Regions from separate parts of the Bos taurus genome. Here region 2 is linked to region 1. Evidence: chromatin contacts called from public Hi-C data. All regions are on one chromosome and are shown on one strand. Each heading gives the region's core, a stretch centred on a gene start, on an enhancer-like site or on the middle of the called end of the contact. The rest is flanking DNA. Distances are from core to core; before and after follow the strand shown.

Evidence for each region. Hi-C and Micro-C count contacts between places; a contact is called where the count stands out from the background.
Region 2: a contact with region 1 is called in a Hi-C map of liver, with 2.6 times the contacts expected there. The contact joins two enhancer-like sites. A contact is called at or near these places in 2 of 11 Hi-C or Micro-C datasets (liver and skeletal muscle).

The regions. Positions count from the first base shown.
Region 1 is chr7:61,790,768-61,798,144 of ARS-UCD2.0, reverse strand. LOC112447454 (a long non-coding RNA gene) reads left to right here. Exons shown (of 4, transcript XR_009495308.1): 3 at 2,609-2,746. Among named protein-coding and RNA genes, the nearest start is that of RPS14, 16 kb to the right of the region's middle. Within about 2 kb of position 3,639, at least 8 of the 102 cell types and tissues checked have an H3K27ac peak or open chromatin away from gene starts, as enhancers often do. A contact at or near this core is called in liver and skeletal muscle, where this site is marked.
Region 2 is chr7:61,834,730-61,842,106 of ARS-UCD2.0, reverse strand. All of the region lies in intron 2 of NDST1 (N-deacetylase and N-sulfotransferase 1), which reads right to left. Among named protein-coding and RNA genes, the nearest start is that of NDST1, 23 kb to the right of the region's middle. Within about 2 kb of position 4,391, at least 53 of the 102 cell types and tissues checked have an H3K27ac peak or open chromatin away from gene starts, as enhancers often do. A contact at or near this core is called in liver and skeletal muscle, where this site is marked.

The sequences.
Region 1 (7,377 bases), core at 2,390-4,889:
TGGAGAAGGAAATGGCAATCCACTCCAGCACTCTTGCCTGGAAAATCCCATGGACGGAGGAGCCTGATAGGCTACAGCCCATGGGGTCGCAAAGAGTCGGACACGACTGAGCGACTTCACTTTCACTAAGGTCCCACATGCTGTAGGGCAACTGAGTCCCCGTGCCACAACTACTGAGCCTCTGAGCACTCCGGAGCCCATGAGCCACGTGAAAGATTCCGCATGCCACAGTTAAGACCTGATGAAGCCAAATAAATTAGTAAATTAAGAGTTCCAAACCAGGGACAGCAGGACATTCAGTGAGGTACAGAGCCCCGCTTAGTGCACAGGGGCCCGGCTGTGGGCCCACCCGCCCCAGCGCACCTCAGCCTCGCTCTCTGGACCCCACCTCTTGCCACCTCATCCTCCTTTCATATTCTCACAAGGTCCACCTCTGAGGTCTTCACCCCAGGCTTTTGCAAAGGCTGTTCTCCCTGCCCTGAACACTTTTCTCAACAATTCTCTCATGAGGTCCTTCTCATTGTTGAGCTCTCAGCTGGAACGCCACCTCCTCAGGGGGATGCGTCCCTCATCCCCCAGCCTCACGGGGCCCCCACCCTTAGCTCTGCATCATAGCTGCTGTTTATCCCTTCCTAGCAGGCATCTATCTATGCCCTCAAGTGTAACTTGTCAGCTTACTGTTTACTACCTAGCCTCCCCGGGAGATCCCCAGGGCAGGGCCGTGTCTGTCCTGTCCAGCACTGAGTCCTAAGGGCCCAGTCCAGTGCTTTGGCCATGGCAGATGTTCAGTAGCTATTTGGAAAACAGTGAGTGAATAAATGAATGGACACAGACACCCTTCTACCCCATCTCCCCGCTACGTTGCCTCTCCCTCTGCCTCTGCACCCCAGAGAAGCACAGGAGTGCTCCCTGAATGTCCTGGTGCTCCGGATATCCCAACACAGAGAGCTGAGAGACTGAGGGGGGCAAGCGGATCCTGAGGCCTTGAGATGGGGACAGACAGAAGAGGCAAGGCCCGGAGGCAGGGAGGAGAGGGGAAGAGGAGGAAAAGTGCAAAGAGAAAGGAAATGGAGCCAGAGGAAGGAGAGACAGGCACACAAAGAGGGGCGAACGAGTTGGCTGGGCTCGGAGATAATCCCGTTTCTCCTCTTTATTTGTGAAACTAATAATTACTATTAATACCTGGCCCCTCCCTGGCCCTTTCATCCAGGCTGGTGGGGAAATTTCAAAGATGAAAGTCCAGGGAGAGGGAGGTGGTGCTCTCAGAGGCAGATACCAAGGCTTCACAAGCACTAATTAAACTTGGCAGCCCCTTCCAGGTGGGAGCACTCCCTGGGCCTGGCCCGCCTCCCCTCCTCTGCAGGAGGCTCACTAACTGCAGCAGGGGGGTGGGGCGGTCAGCAGAGACAGTCGTGGGGGAGGTGCCAGAAAGAGGAACCTCACACCAGGTGGCACTGAAACCCAGGAGCCCGGCCCCCAACTGAAATTACAGCCCCATCCCAGAAGCCGCCCTCCCCCCTAGCCCGGGACCAGGGTCTGTGTCCCCGGGGCCATCTGCCAGATGGTGGTGGGGGAAGCGCTCCTGGGAAGGAAGGTCTCAGCAGACAAAGAGGCAGAGTCAGCAAGTCCGGCTCCTCCACGTGGCCCCAGGGCCACCTGAATCCTGGTCTTTCACATCCTCAGGGGCCATTTCCTTGCACCACCCTCACAGAGGCCGCCCCTCTCCACCAGTCATCAATACATCCAGAAGGCTGCCCATCACACCTGAAGCCATGGGGCTTTCCTCACAGTCTCCCATTATTGAGCTGCCTGGACTTTGGGCTGAGTGAGCTCATCCAGTCCCTTGACATTAAGTTCAATCTAGGGACTTCCCTGGTGGTCCAGTGTTTAAGACTCCATGCTCCCAAAGCAGGGGATCCAGGTTCAATTCCTGGTCAGGGAACTAGATCCCACATGCTGCAACTAAGAGTGTGCGTGCTGCAACAAAGACAGATCCCAAGCACTGCAACTAAGTCTAGGTGCAGCCAAATAAATAAATATTTTTAAACTAATAAGTAATAAGCACAATATACAGACTCCTGACTGACTCACTGGAAAAGACCCTGATGCCAGGAAAGATTGAAGGCAGGAGGAGGAGAAGGGGGTGACAGGATGAGATGGTTGGATGGCATCACTGATTCAAGGGACATGACTTTGAGCAAACTCCTGGAGATACTGAAGGACAGGGAAGCCTGGTGTGCTGCAGTCCATGCGATCACAAAGAGTCGGACGCTATCTAGCGACTGAACAATGAACAACAGAGGCTCTGGAGATTATTTCAGCGGCCTCAACCTTTCCAACGAGCCCCAACTGCCTGCCCCATCTTTCTACTAGGATTTCACAGGGATGGCTTCAAAAATAACAGAGCCTGACCTTGTTTCCCATCTTCCACCCAGCTCAGGCCCTCCCCCAGGCTCTCCCACCTTGGGAAATGGCCCCACTGTCCACCCGTTGCTCATGCTTGGAACCTGGAATCATCCTCACCCCTGCATGCAATCCATCTGAAAATCCTGCTGATTCTACTTCCAAAGTACCTCTCAAACCTAGATACTGTCCTCCACCTTTGCAGCTGCCAGCATGCTCTGAGCCACCATCTTCTCTCACCTGTGTGGTCATCTTCACCCGAATCCTAAACAAAGCCAGAGTGGACTTTGAAACGCAAATCACACTGTGCAAGCCCTACTTAAAGCTCCTCTCCCTTCTTACGGTATGTAGATGATAATACACACCCCTCACCAGAGTCATCAGACACCCTCTCCCCCCACCCCCCAACTCCGCCCCAGGGATGACCTCCCCTCCCTCCCCTCTCCCCCCAAGCCCCCCATCTCCCTGCAGTCGCTCAACACTTTTCCGCCTTGGCAGCTTTTGCATGAGCTGTAGCCTCTGCTTCAACTGTTTCTCTGCCCGCCTCATGGTTGCACCTTCTGACCCTGAGTCCTGTTGCTGCCCTTCTAAGACTGAGGCTCCCTCACCAACCCCCCAACCTTCTTGGGTCTGCTTATCAGCTGGCTAACTCCGGCTGTCTCCCTGACAGCCTCCATGTCTGTTACCAGTTGCTTTATTGTTCACCAATGCCCAGCACGGTGCCTGGCACATGGTAGTAGGTGTTCAACAAACATGCTAAATGGATAAATGCCCAGGATTCGTATCCCAGTACCACCAACCCATTGGACTCTGTTCTTCCATTCAGAGTGACTCAGAGCAAGTCCTTCACCAGTGGGTCCTGCCACGTGGCTGGTATCTGTCCTAGGACGCCTGGTGGCAATCACTATTTACTCCACTTTGAACCAGCCAAGTGACCTTGGGCATGGCACTAACCTTCTTCTGTCTCAGTTCCACTTTGGAGAAGTAATAGTCTGAGCTCCTGAGCTGTGACAAGGCCCTAAGGGAGAATGTACACTAAAGCCGAATCACAGCCGTGTCCCAAGTAGATATCCTGACAAACGTGAAGATTTACACACACGCTGACTTACGTTTACACTCCCCAAGCAAGCTCGGGGCTCGGATATTACAAAGCTTACCGCCGCCCCACTCCTCACTCCAGTGTACCAGCCCCAGCCAAAGCCTTTCTGTCCCCCCAGAGGCCTGGTGATCGGGCGCCATCTAGTGGACACCCAGGGGAAAGACATCATTCCAGCCCTCTGCAGTCCTCACGGTGGGCGGGGCAGCTCCCTGGGACCCCACCCTGACCATCCTCAGTTCAGTTCAGTTCAGTCGCTCCGTCGTGTCCGACTCTTTGTGACCCCATGAATTGCATCACGCCAGGCCTCCCTGTCCATCACCAACTCCTGGAGCTCACTCAAACTCATGTCCATTGAGCTAGTGATGCCATCCAGCCGTCTCATCCTCTGTCGTCCCCTTTTCCTCCTGCCCTCAATCCCTCCCAGCATCAGCGTCTTTTCTAATGAGTCAACTCTTCGCATGAGGTGGCCAAAGTACTGGAGTTTCAGCTTTAGCATCATTCCTTCCAAAGAAATCCCAGGACTGATCTCCTTTAGAACGGACTGGTTGGATCTCCTGCAGTCCAAGGGACTCTCAAGAGTCTTCTCCAACACCACATCTCAAAAGCATCAATTCTTCGGTGCTCAGCCTTCTTCACAGTCCAACTCTCACATCCATACAGGACTACTGGAAAAACCACAGCCTTGACTAGACAGACCTTTGTTGGCAAAGTAATGTCTCTGCTTTTGAATATGCTATCTAGGTTGGTCATAACTTTCCTCCAAGGAGTAAGCATCTTTTAATTCATGGCTGCAATCACCATCTGCAGTGATTTTGGAGCCCCAAAAAATAAAGTCTGACACTGTTTCCACTGTTTCCCCATCTATTTCCCATGAAGTGATGGGACCAGATGCCATGATCTCAGTTTTCTGAATGTTGAGCTTTAAGCCAACTTTTTCACTCTCCTCTTTCACTTTCATCAAGAGGCTTTTGAGTTCCTCTTCACTTTCTGCCATAAGAGTGGCGTCATCTGCATATCTGAGGTTATTCATATTTCTCCCGGCAATCTTGATTCCAGCTTGTGCTTCTTCCAGTCCAGCGTTTCTCATGATGTACTCTGCATACAAGTTAAATAAGCAGGGTGACAATATACAGCCTTGATGTACTCCTTTTCCTATTTGGAACCAGTCTGTTGTTCCATGTCCAGTTCTAACTGTTGCTTCCTGACCTGCATACAAGTTTCTCAAGAGGCAGGTCAGGTGGTCTGGTATTCCCATCTCTTTCAGAATTTTCCACAGTTTATTGTGATCCACACAGTCAAAGGCTTTGGCATAGTCAATAAAGCAGAAATAGATGCTTTTCTGGAACTCTCTTGCTTTTTCCATGATCCAGCGGATGTTGGCAATTTGATCTCTGGTTCCTCTGCCTTTTCTAAAACCAGCTCGAACATCTGGCGGTTTACGGTTCACGTATTGCTGAAGCCTAGCTTGAAGAATTTTGAGCTTTACTTTACTAGCGTGTGAGAGGAGTGCAATTGTGCGGTAGTTTGAGCATTCTTTGGCACTGCCTTTCTTTGGGACCATCCTCACCCAGCAGAAATGGCTAGGCCTAGGAGTGGAGGAGCTGCTCATTGCCCGTCAAGGCCCTCAGCCTCTCCCCAACAGCACAGAGGCCTAACCCCGAAGCCCTGAGGGCCCACCTCCCCACACTTCAAGCTTCCCACAGGCTGTTATCTCAGCCTGGGAGCTCTCCCCACCTTCTTCTTTCTGTCTTGGCTGACCCTTGCTCGTCCTCTGCACCCCTACTCTAGGCACCTGCCTGGAGGCCCCTGACCAAGCCAGAGCTGCCCCCGGGGACCCCATAGGCCCCCTCACCGCCTGTTGCTAAACCTGATGCACACACTGTTGTTTCTTGCCCGTATTTATCCTTTGTTGTTACTGTTCAGTCGCTCAGTCGTGTCTGACCCTTTGTGACCCCATGGATTGCAGCACACCAGGCCTCCCTGTCCATCACCAACTCCCGGAGCTTGCTCAAACTCATGTCCATTGAGCTAGTGATGCCATCCAACCATCTCATCCTCTGTTGCCCCCTTCTCCTCCTGCCCTCAATCTTTCCCAGCATCATGGTCTTTTCAAATGAGTTAGTTCTTCGCATCAGGTGGCCAAAGTATTGGAGCTTCAGCTTCAGCATCAGTCCTGCCAATGAATATTCAGGATTGATTTCCTTTAAGATTGGCTGGTTTGATCTCCTCGCTGTCCAAAGGACTCTCAAGAGTCTTCTCCAACACCATAGTTCAAAAGCATCAGTTCTTCGGTCCTCAGCCTTCTTTATGGTCCAACTCTCACATCTATATTCCTCCTTAGACAAAGACTTTTTTTTAGCATTTGTTTTGTACAATATTTTTTTCTGTGCTGTGGGAACCTTAATTCTCTGACTAGGGATCAAACCCACGCCCCCTGCAGTGGAATCATGGAGTCCTAACCAATGAACCCCCTGGGAAGTCCTAGACAAAGACAATGATAGCAGACCCTGTAACTCTCCCCTCTGTATGCTAAGTACTGGCAGAGTTCAGTCCCATAAGCTCAGGTGAGTTCTGTAAAAATCCAAAGCAGGTGGGTCACAACCGGTGGAAGATGGAAACTGAGGGTTTCCAGGAAGGATTCAGGGTGCTGCTTCAGGCTGGGCCCCATCTTTGAGCCCCAGCTCCCACTGAGCTGCAGTTACTCTCTGACGTCCGGCAATGTTTCTCTGGTGAGCTAACACTCCCTCTCTGGGCCACAGCTTCCTCTGCCCACTATCCCCCTTGCTCCCTCCAGCAGAACTTCCCTCCAAAGAATGAAGCCCACGGGCAAATTAAAATACACTCTGCTGCGAAGAAAGGGAAGCAGGGGGGCTTCCAGGTTGTGCTCCAGGGTGCAGGAATAGGCTTGGATTTCTCGAGGTTAATTCCCAGTTCCTCTTTCATCCACTCGACAAATACGTTAAAAAAAAAAAAAAAAGCCTGGATCTGAGATTAAAAGTATTGGGGCTCTGGAGTCAGACTGTCTGGGCCGCAGTCCCAGTACCACTGTTGACGGCTGTTGGCTGCTAACTAGTTTCCTTAGCTGTAAAATGAGGGGACAAACATTGCTGCTTCGCAGAGTTATCGGGAGGATTCAATGAGAATATACATGCAAGTCATGGGCACGGGGTCTGACTTTAGTGCGTCTTTGATGGAAGGGCTTGGTGCCGCCGTCATTCATGGAATAGCTGCAGTGCTGGGTCACTGGTCTCACGCTGCCTTTCTCCTCCACCTGGCACCCAGGGCCTCCCTTGGCCCAGCACTCTGCTCCCTATGGGCCCTAGGCAGCCCCTCCCCAGCGCCCCCGTCGACAGAACACCTACAGCGGAACCCTTCTCTGAAAGCGCTCGTCTTGCCCTGGGATGTCTGCTCTCCTCTGAGGACAACGCATTCCCCTGCAGGCCTCCCAGTGGCTTTCTCTTCTACAGCCTGGGGACAGGAGAGAAAAGGGAAGAGGGGAGAGAGAAACCACGGGCTGTTCTCCCTGCTCTTCATTGTCCCTTTCAGGCCGTTCTCTGTCCCTCCTCCCCAAAGGATGCCCGTTTTGAATCCTGTCTCCGCACTGCAGCACCCAGGCCTCCACCTCGGGGCAGACGTCTTCCACCCTCTGGGCCACAGCCTCCCGTCTCTGAGGGCTTGCCCCTGGCCGCGGTACCACCCTCAACCAGTTTGTTCCTGTTGTAGTTCCTGGTTATTCCAATATTCACAGAGATGCTGCTGCCATCACCCAGGCCTCTGGTCCCTTGACCTGTCCCTAAGGATATTATCCCCTCCGCCCCAATGTCAACCACTCACTGCCAAGGTCTGAAACTCCGCCCCAAACTGTTATCTCAATC
Region 2 (7,377 bases), core at 3,142-5,641, 43 kb before region 1:
CCCTGTGGGAATCAGACATTTCCCTATTTAAAAAAATGCACGTATGCTGGGAAATGTTGCAACAACTTCATAGTCCAAACCCAGGGCCTCCAACTCCCTAAAGCCCTAGGTCAATAGAGCTTAACGAGCAGACTAGAGCTAGGCAGCTTCGTTTAAACCCAAGCCCTACCACCCAGTAACTGTGTCATCTGGGGCAAGTTCTTTAAGTGCCCCCAGTTTCCTAATCTGTAAAACTGGAAAACTTGACATACTTTCCGAAGTTGTGAAAATTAAATGAGTGGATACATAGGAAGTGTCAAGCCTGGCACACAACCCTGAGGAAGGCCCAGCTGCTGTTTTCATGTATTCCTATTTAACGTACTCATAACGTGGGTAACACCTGAGCCCACAAAGCACCGTGAAGCTCCGGGCACTCTCTAAGTCTCTAACGGCCCTTGGAATCCCAAATCCCCACTTTCAGGAGCCATGCCTTGCTGGGGAACTGGATGGATGAACAGAGGCCATATAGAAGCCATAAGGCTAGAGAGAAGGCCATGCAAAGCTCAAGCCCAAGAAAGGGTAAAGGGGGAAAGCGGGTGACCGACTGGCCCCTGGCCCCAGAGAAGGCCGAGTATCCTGGCAAATCGCTGACCACCATCGAGCTGGCCACGGGGGCCTCCAGTGCGGCCCCCACTGCAACCCCTCAAGGGCCTGGCACCAGCCATCCAAGGCCCTCCATGTCTGCCTGAATTCCTGCACTCCTGTGGCTCAAGGGATGCCAACCAAAGCTTTCAAACCTCTGTGGAGCCACGCAGGCCTCAGGGACATCTAGGGGCTGAGGCCTCAACACTTCCCTCCTGCCCTGGGCCTTGCCGACATCACCAGCCATTTTCCTAAACTCCAGCCTCGCCCAACCAGTCACCAGTCTTGGTCATGCATCTAGGCCTTTGTTAATGAAGTTCCCATTGCTTGGAATGTCTTCCCCTACCCCTTGGGACACTTACTCATCCTTCAAGACCCCAGTTCCAATATCATCATGTCTCTGAAGTCATCTCCACCCACCAACCCCTTTCCTGCCCTCACGTCCCATTCCTCGGGCTCCCGCCCCATCCCTACTCTATAGCATAGAAGCTGAGAACCAGGACCCCCCAGCCAAAACAGGATGCAAAATTCTTTGACAGCATTTTTCTTTGAGACTAGCTATCAGCATCTTAAAATCAGGAGATTTCATATAAAAGTCAGAACTTCCAACTTCTTGGAGAAGGAAATGGCAACCCACTCCACTACTCTTGCCTGGAGAATCCCTTGGACAGAGGAGCCTGATGGGCTACAGTCCATGGGGTGGCAGAGTTGGACACGACTGAGCTACTGACACACACACAAAATTGAGGAGATACTTGATGGCAAAAGGGTACATTTCATCCACTCTCCCATCTCCTGCAGGAAGCAGGATGGGGCAGGCAGCAGCTGGGAGGCAGGATGGCTCGCCACCCCACCCCTCATCCCTTCTGGAAGTCTTGGGGCCTCAGCGCCTGCAACAGCTGGCCTTAGGCAAATAGAAGACTAAGTTGTTTACTGGCAAAAAAAAAAAAAGAACTTCCAACTTCTTGAAAAACAGCACATTTGAGGGACTTCCCTGGCAGTTCAGTGATTAAGACTCTGCACAGTTTCAATCCCTGGTTGATGCGCTAAGATCCCACACGCTGCATGGTGTGGCAAAATAAAAAAGAAAAAGTCCATTAAAAAACAAAACACGTTTTAGTGACACTACGCCTGTGGAAATGGCAGCCCACCCCAGTACTCTTGCCTGGGAAATCCCACGGACAGAGGAGCCTGACAGGCTACAGTCCATGGAGTCGCAAAGAGTTGGACACGACTGAATGGCTGAACTCAGCATGGGGCATGCACACCCACTGGCTACCTTTGTAGCTTATACTTCAAGCTCCGGCCTCAGGTGGGTGAACACAGTCCCATAGCTGACCTCCCTCCCTCATTTAGCTCCCTGATGGCTCAACAAGTAAAGAATCTACCTACAATGCAGGAGTCACAGGAGATGCAAGCTCAATCCCTGGGTCAGGAAGATCCCCAGAGAAGCAAATGGTAATCCACTCAGTATTCTTGCCTGAAAATTCTATGGACAGAGAAGCCTGGTGGGCTACAGTCCACTGGGTCACAAAAAGAGCTTCTCTGGTGGCTCAGTGGTAAAGAATCCACCTGCCAATGGAGGAGACACAGGTTCAATCCCTGATCTGGGAATATCCCACAGTCAGGGCAACTAAGCCTGTGTGCCACAATTATTGAGCCTGTGCTCTAGAGCCAGGGAGCCATAACAATTGAGCCAACATGCCTCAATTACTGAAGCCTGCAAGCCCTAAAGCCCATGCTCCGCAACAAGATAAGCCACTACAATGAGAAGCCCTCATACCACAACTAGAGAGTGGCCCCTTAAAACCACAACTAGAGAAAAACACACACAGCAACGAAGATCCGGCACAGCCAAAAATAAAATAATAAATAAAAAGTAAAAAGCAACAAAGGGTTGCAAAGAGTGGAACACAACTGAGCAATTAAGCACTTAAGTGCACACACTCACACACACATACCAACCCCTGAGCACACCCGAGCATGCAGTCCAGGAGAAGCAGACTTGAGTGTTTCTACACATGGCTCTGTACCCTGGAGCCTGCAGATGGCAGCAGGACCGGAACTTATGACCTGTGCCCGGCAGTGTGCTAAGCACTTTTACATACTTTATCTCAATTAATCCTTACAACTAATACTGTCATTCACATTTACAGTTGCAGAAAATAAGGCTCAGAGATGTTAAGCCACTTAAACCACACAGCTAGTCAGTGGCAGAAATGAAATCTGAACCCAAACCCCATGAAATGGTGATGGCTCCAGAGCCTATAGGGGAATCTTGGCAGGGACAGGGGAGAGCATGAGGGGACCTCAGCTACCAAGCCCTCAACCAAGCCTCCAACTGTGCTCTTTCAGCCCTAGGCCCAGCTTTCCCTGCCAAGGTGCTGGGGATAATGAATGAGATGCTCTGGTTGTCATGGAGATGCCATGGCAACGCTGCACTTTCGGGAAATACCACGGTAACTGTGGCCACTGCTCTGTTCAAAGTCACTCATGACCCCACCCCCCACTCCAAAATGCTCAGGTGCCCCCAGAATCCTCTCTAGGACGCAAAGAGAAAAGAGGCAGAAGCTACAAGGAACTTCTCAGAAACCAAGTTGTCTAGAGAGGAGGACTGGGGAGGAGGTTGAGCTCTGCCCTGGATGGACAGGTGGGCTCTGAAGTGAGACCAAGAGCCCCCTGAGCCTTTGACGGTGAAGTGCACCTAACAACCCAGCTCCCGTGCACTTGCTGCCTCCATGTGCAGCAGCCTCCCATGAAGAGCTGCATGCATCATGCTGTGTCATCCCAAACATCTGTGGGGCAGTGATGCAGTAGCTGCTAGCATCCTTGTTAAAGGTCTTTGTGCAAATCTCTCCACCTCTCTGAGTCTCAGTTTCCCCAGCGTAAAATGGGGTTTATACTACTTATCTATCTTGCAGGGCTATTGCCAAGACTGAGAGAGATGATCTGTGTAAAACTGCTCAGTGCCTGGCACATGGTGATTACAGGCTAACAAGATGATTATTCACTTAATGGATTTGGAAACTGAAACTCAAGAAAGAACTGGCCAAAGACCACATATCAAATTGATAGTGGATCCAGAAACAGGAAGAGAGGTCAGGTTTGGGCGCACACTGGAAGTCGGGAACAAGCAGATGATCCATTCTCTGCTTCCTCATTTGGTTCCTACCGAGCCCCGACAGGTACCAAGCAGGGCACTGGGCACTGAAGGTGCAGGCCTTTGGGCTCCACGGTCCTAGGTCTCTGGCGTGCTGCTGCTGCTGCAGGCTGAATGGAGGCCAGGACCCAGAGCCCCGCACGGTCACCCAGCCCAGATTTTATTTCCTGCCTGGGTCACTCCTGACCATGCCCCCTACTTCCTCCACACTCACAGGCACATGAATGGACAAGCAAACTTACATGGTGCTGAGATGTTCAAATGGGTCAACACGGGCCTCTGGGCCACAGGCACAAGGATGGGGTGGGGAGTTGAGAAGAAGTGCGGGGAGAGCCCGCAAACAGGCTCAAAAGTATGTGAATGGGCATTCAGCCTCAGGGAGGAGAAGTGGCTGCTGGCTGGCCACTGGGAGCCCCACACGCAATCCCAGGGCCGTTCCCCACAGCTGACTCGGCCCCTCCCAGCCTGTCACACCCCCAGCATAGTCACACCACCACCCATTACCCAGCCACACCCCACAGTCACTCTGTTCCACCAGCTACCCTGCCCCAGCCTGCCCCACCCACCACATGTATAGCAAAGAAAATCCTTCACATTTGCTTCCCAGCTGTGCAGGAGTTTCTCTGGCGCAATCACACCCTTGGGAGGCCGAGACCAGAAGCAAATCCCTTCCTCTGCTGGAATCTGCCGCACGCCCCACCCCCCACAGCCCCGCAGTGCCGCCTGGCTGGGGGCCAAAGGGCTGCCTATCCGTCACCCTGGAGTCCACGGTTGCCACCAAGGGACGGTCGGCAGTCTGGCTGAAGGGTCTCAGGATTGCAGAGTGTATGGCCCACCCTGCAGTGAGCACACGGGGACACGGAGGCCCAGAGAGATGAAAGGACCACCTCGGGTTGCCCTGCCAGGCCTGCCCCACCCCCACCTGCCTTGGCCCATTTTCTTATCCACAAAGAAAGCCTACACATCCTCCTCCAAGGCCAGCCTCAGCTGAGAGTTGACTCTACCAGCTCTGAATTTCAGAAGTCCTGGATGAGCTCTCCTGCCCTGTACCATGGCAGGGCATGCAGGGCCAGACTGATGTGCCAGAGATGTCAGCTGCAATCAAGACTAGCACACTGGGCCCCAACTTCACCAAAAGCTTTCCAAGACAGAAGTGATCACCCACCCATGGTAGGTACATAAGAGTGAAGAACCCCTGCCAATGACCTTTCCCTTTTTCAATCTGCTACAAGGAACTGCCAAGCTAAACGTATTAAAGCATGAACTCTCATGTATTAGACATGATATGCCTGTACTACATGCTATTATTTACCCCTCACTACACCACTATGAACAACATTCCCTTCATTTGACAGATGAGGAAACCAAGGCCCAGAGCAGTCTGGGGCTTGCTAACGAGTGGCAACTGGGAATCTCCCCAGCCCATCCATCCTTCAGCAGCACGTGCCCTCCAAGTCCACTGAGGACAGCTGACACAGGCCAGCGCCTGCACACCCCGTCCTCTGTTCCCTTCAAATGCTGCACTTTCTGTTTTTGTTTTCAAGCATCTTATGTGTCTTTTAACATCAAAAGCAGCCTCTCACGATCCTGCCTGCAAGCAGACCCACAAATCACGCATCAATCAACAAGCAAACAAACCATAAAGCACTGGTTCACTCCCCAGCACCCAACCTAGGATCTGTTCTGGGTTCCCCAGAGGGGAATGCCCAACAAAAATCTCAAGAACCAAGACCTCCTACTTGTTGAGAATTTGTCTTTCTTCCGCAAGGCCTGAGTTGAGAGTGTACCTTTGCACCAGCTCTGAAAATAGGGTTTACTGAGCAAACAAACAAGACAGCAGGGCAGCAAAGTGGGGAGTGAGAGGGCGCAGGAGCAGCTGCCCTTTGGCCCCACTGGAGCTCTCAGGCAAACCAAGGCGGGCAGGACCCTCACGGAGTACGCTCTTCATTAGCCCACAGAGCTCCTCAAAATAGGGCTGTCTCCACCCAACGCCCAAATCCACCTATGCAGTCAAATTCATTCCCAGCTATTTCTCTTAGGCTTGGATCACTGGCACTTGGGGGAAAGAAAAAAAAAAAAACAGTAAGATATTTCTTTGCAAATATCCTAACCTCCCTCGCTGATGGCAGCCGACACTGACTGAACTCCTGGTACCCTGCCAGCCAGACGCTGGCTTCCCCTGATTCATCACACCCAATCCTCACACCCTGAGAGGTGGTGTCACTGATACGTGCACTTCACAGAGGGGAAATCTATGCTCAGAGAGGGGATGAAGCAACTGACTCAAAGTCACACAGCTGGGCAAGGGCAGAGCTAGGACTACCCGAAGCCGGCCCACTTGGAGCCCCAGCCTCTGTGCAGCTGCCCAGCACTCCACACCATTCCTAAACTAGGTCTGCAGCCCAGAACCTACCCAGGGACGGGTAGGTTCCTGCTCCCTGCAGGTGACCGGCCCCAGTTGCCTCAATGCAGGCTGATCGGCATCCCTAGCAACAGGAAAGCCTTCCTTCATGGACAGATGAGGCACCACAGGTCCCCAGAGAGGCAGGACCTCAGCCTGAGGGTCCTGACCATCCCCTGCCCCATCCCAGACAGGCAGAGAACCCACAACATGAGACAGGAAGGCTGCCTCCATGCCCCAGGCAGAGGCCTCGTGTTGAGGAAGAGGAGAGCTGGGTGGTGAGGGTCAGAAGCAGGAGATCTGAGTTAACAAGGCCAACTCGAAGGATCATGGGGACCAGCATGCCTCACAGGTCTGCTACACACCAGATACTACGGCAAGCACCGCCCAACCATGATCTCAGTTATTCGTCGTTTTCTTTCAAGGAAGTACATACGAGTTTACCGTTATTCCTTCCTCCCCGTCTGCCAGCCTTGCAGGGGAGCTGGGAAACGCTGGCCAACCCCAGCCCCTGCCCACCTTCTCTTGCCCATCCCAGGTTGCCATATGACCCCTGGACAGATCCTGAGAAACATGTGTACTCAGGATGGGATGGGGGCCTCCAACTCCTGGAGGAAGTAGCAAACTCCACATGGGCCTGGAGTACCATCAGCATCCCAGTGTGTCCACCGGCTCCCTCTGGGCAATATCTTTCCTTCTCTGAGCCTGTTCCTCAACTGGACAGCAAGGGGTACAGATTAGATCAGAAGTTTGTGACCTCTGGGGGTTACGGCACCCTTTGAGAATCTCATGAAGGCTGTCAGCAGACTCTCTGCAGACAGATGCCACATTCCACACAAACTCACAGAGACTGTGAACGACCCTCTCCCCAAAAGTCAAGTTAAGAACATAGAGGGATCCCTAGTGGTCCAGTGGCTAAGACTCCGTGCTCCCAATGCAGGGGGCCCAGGTTCGATCCCTGGTCAGGGAACTAGATCCCACATGCCCCAATTAAGACCTGGCACAGCCAAAACAAAGAACGAACACAGAAAGTCTGCAGCAGCCTTTTGACTCTGACAAGCCATATCCTCACCATCTAGACAGGACTGAAGCCACGAAGGTATCGTCAGAGCACCCGGGGACCTCACCACCCCAGCGCCCGCAGGGCCTGTGGTAAATCTTTAACTCCCAGACCTGCTGGCCTCAGGTGGATTTG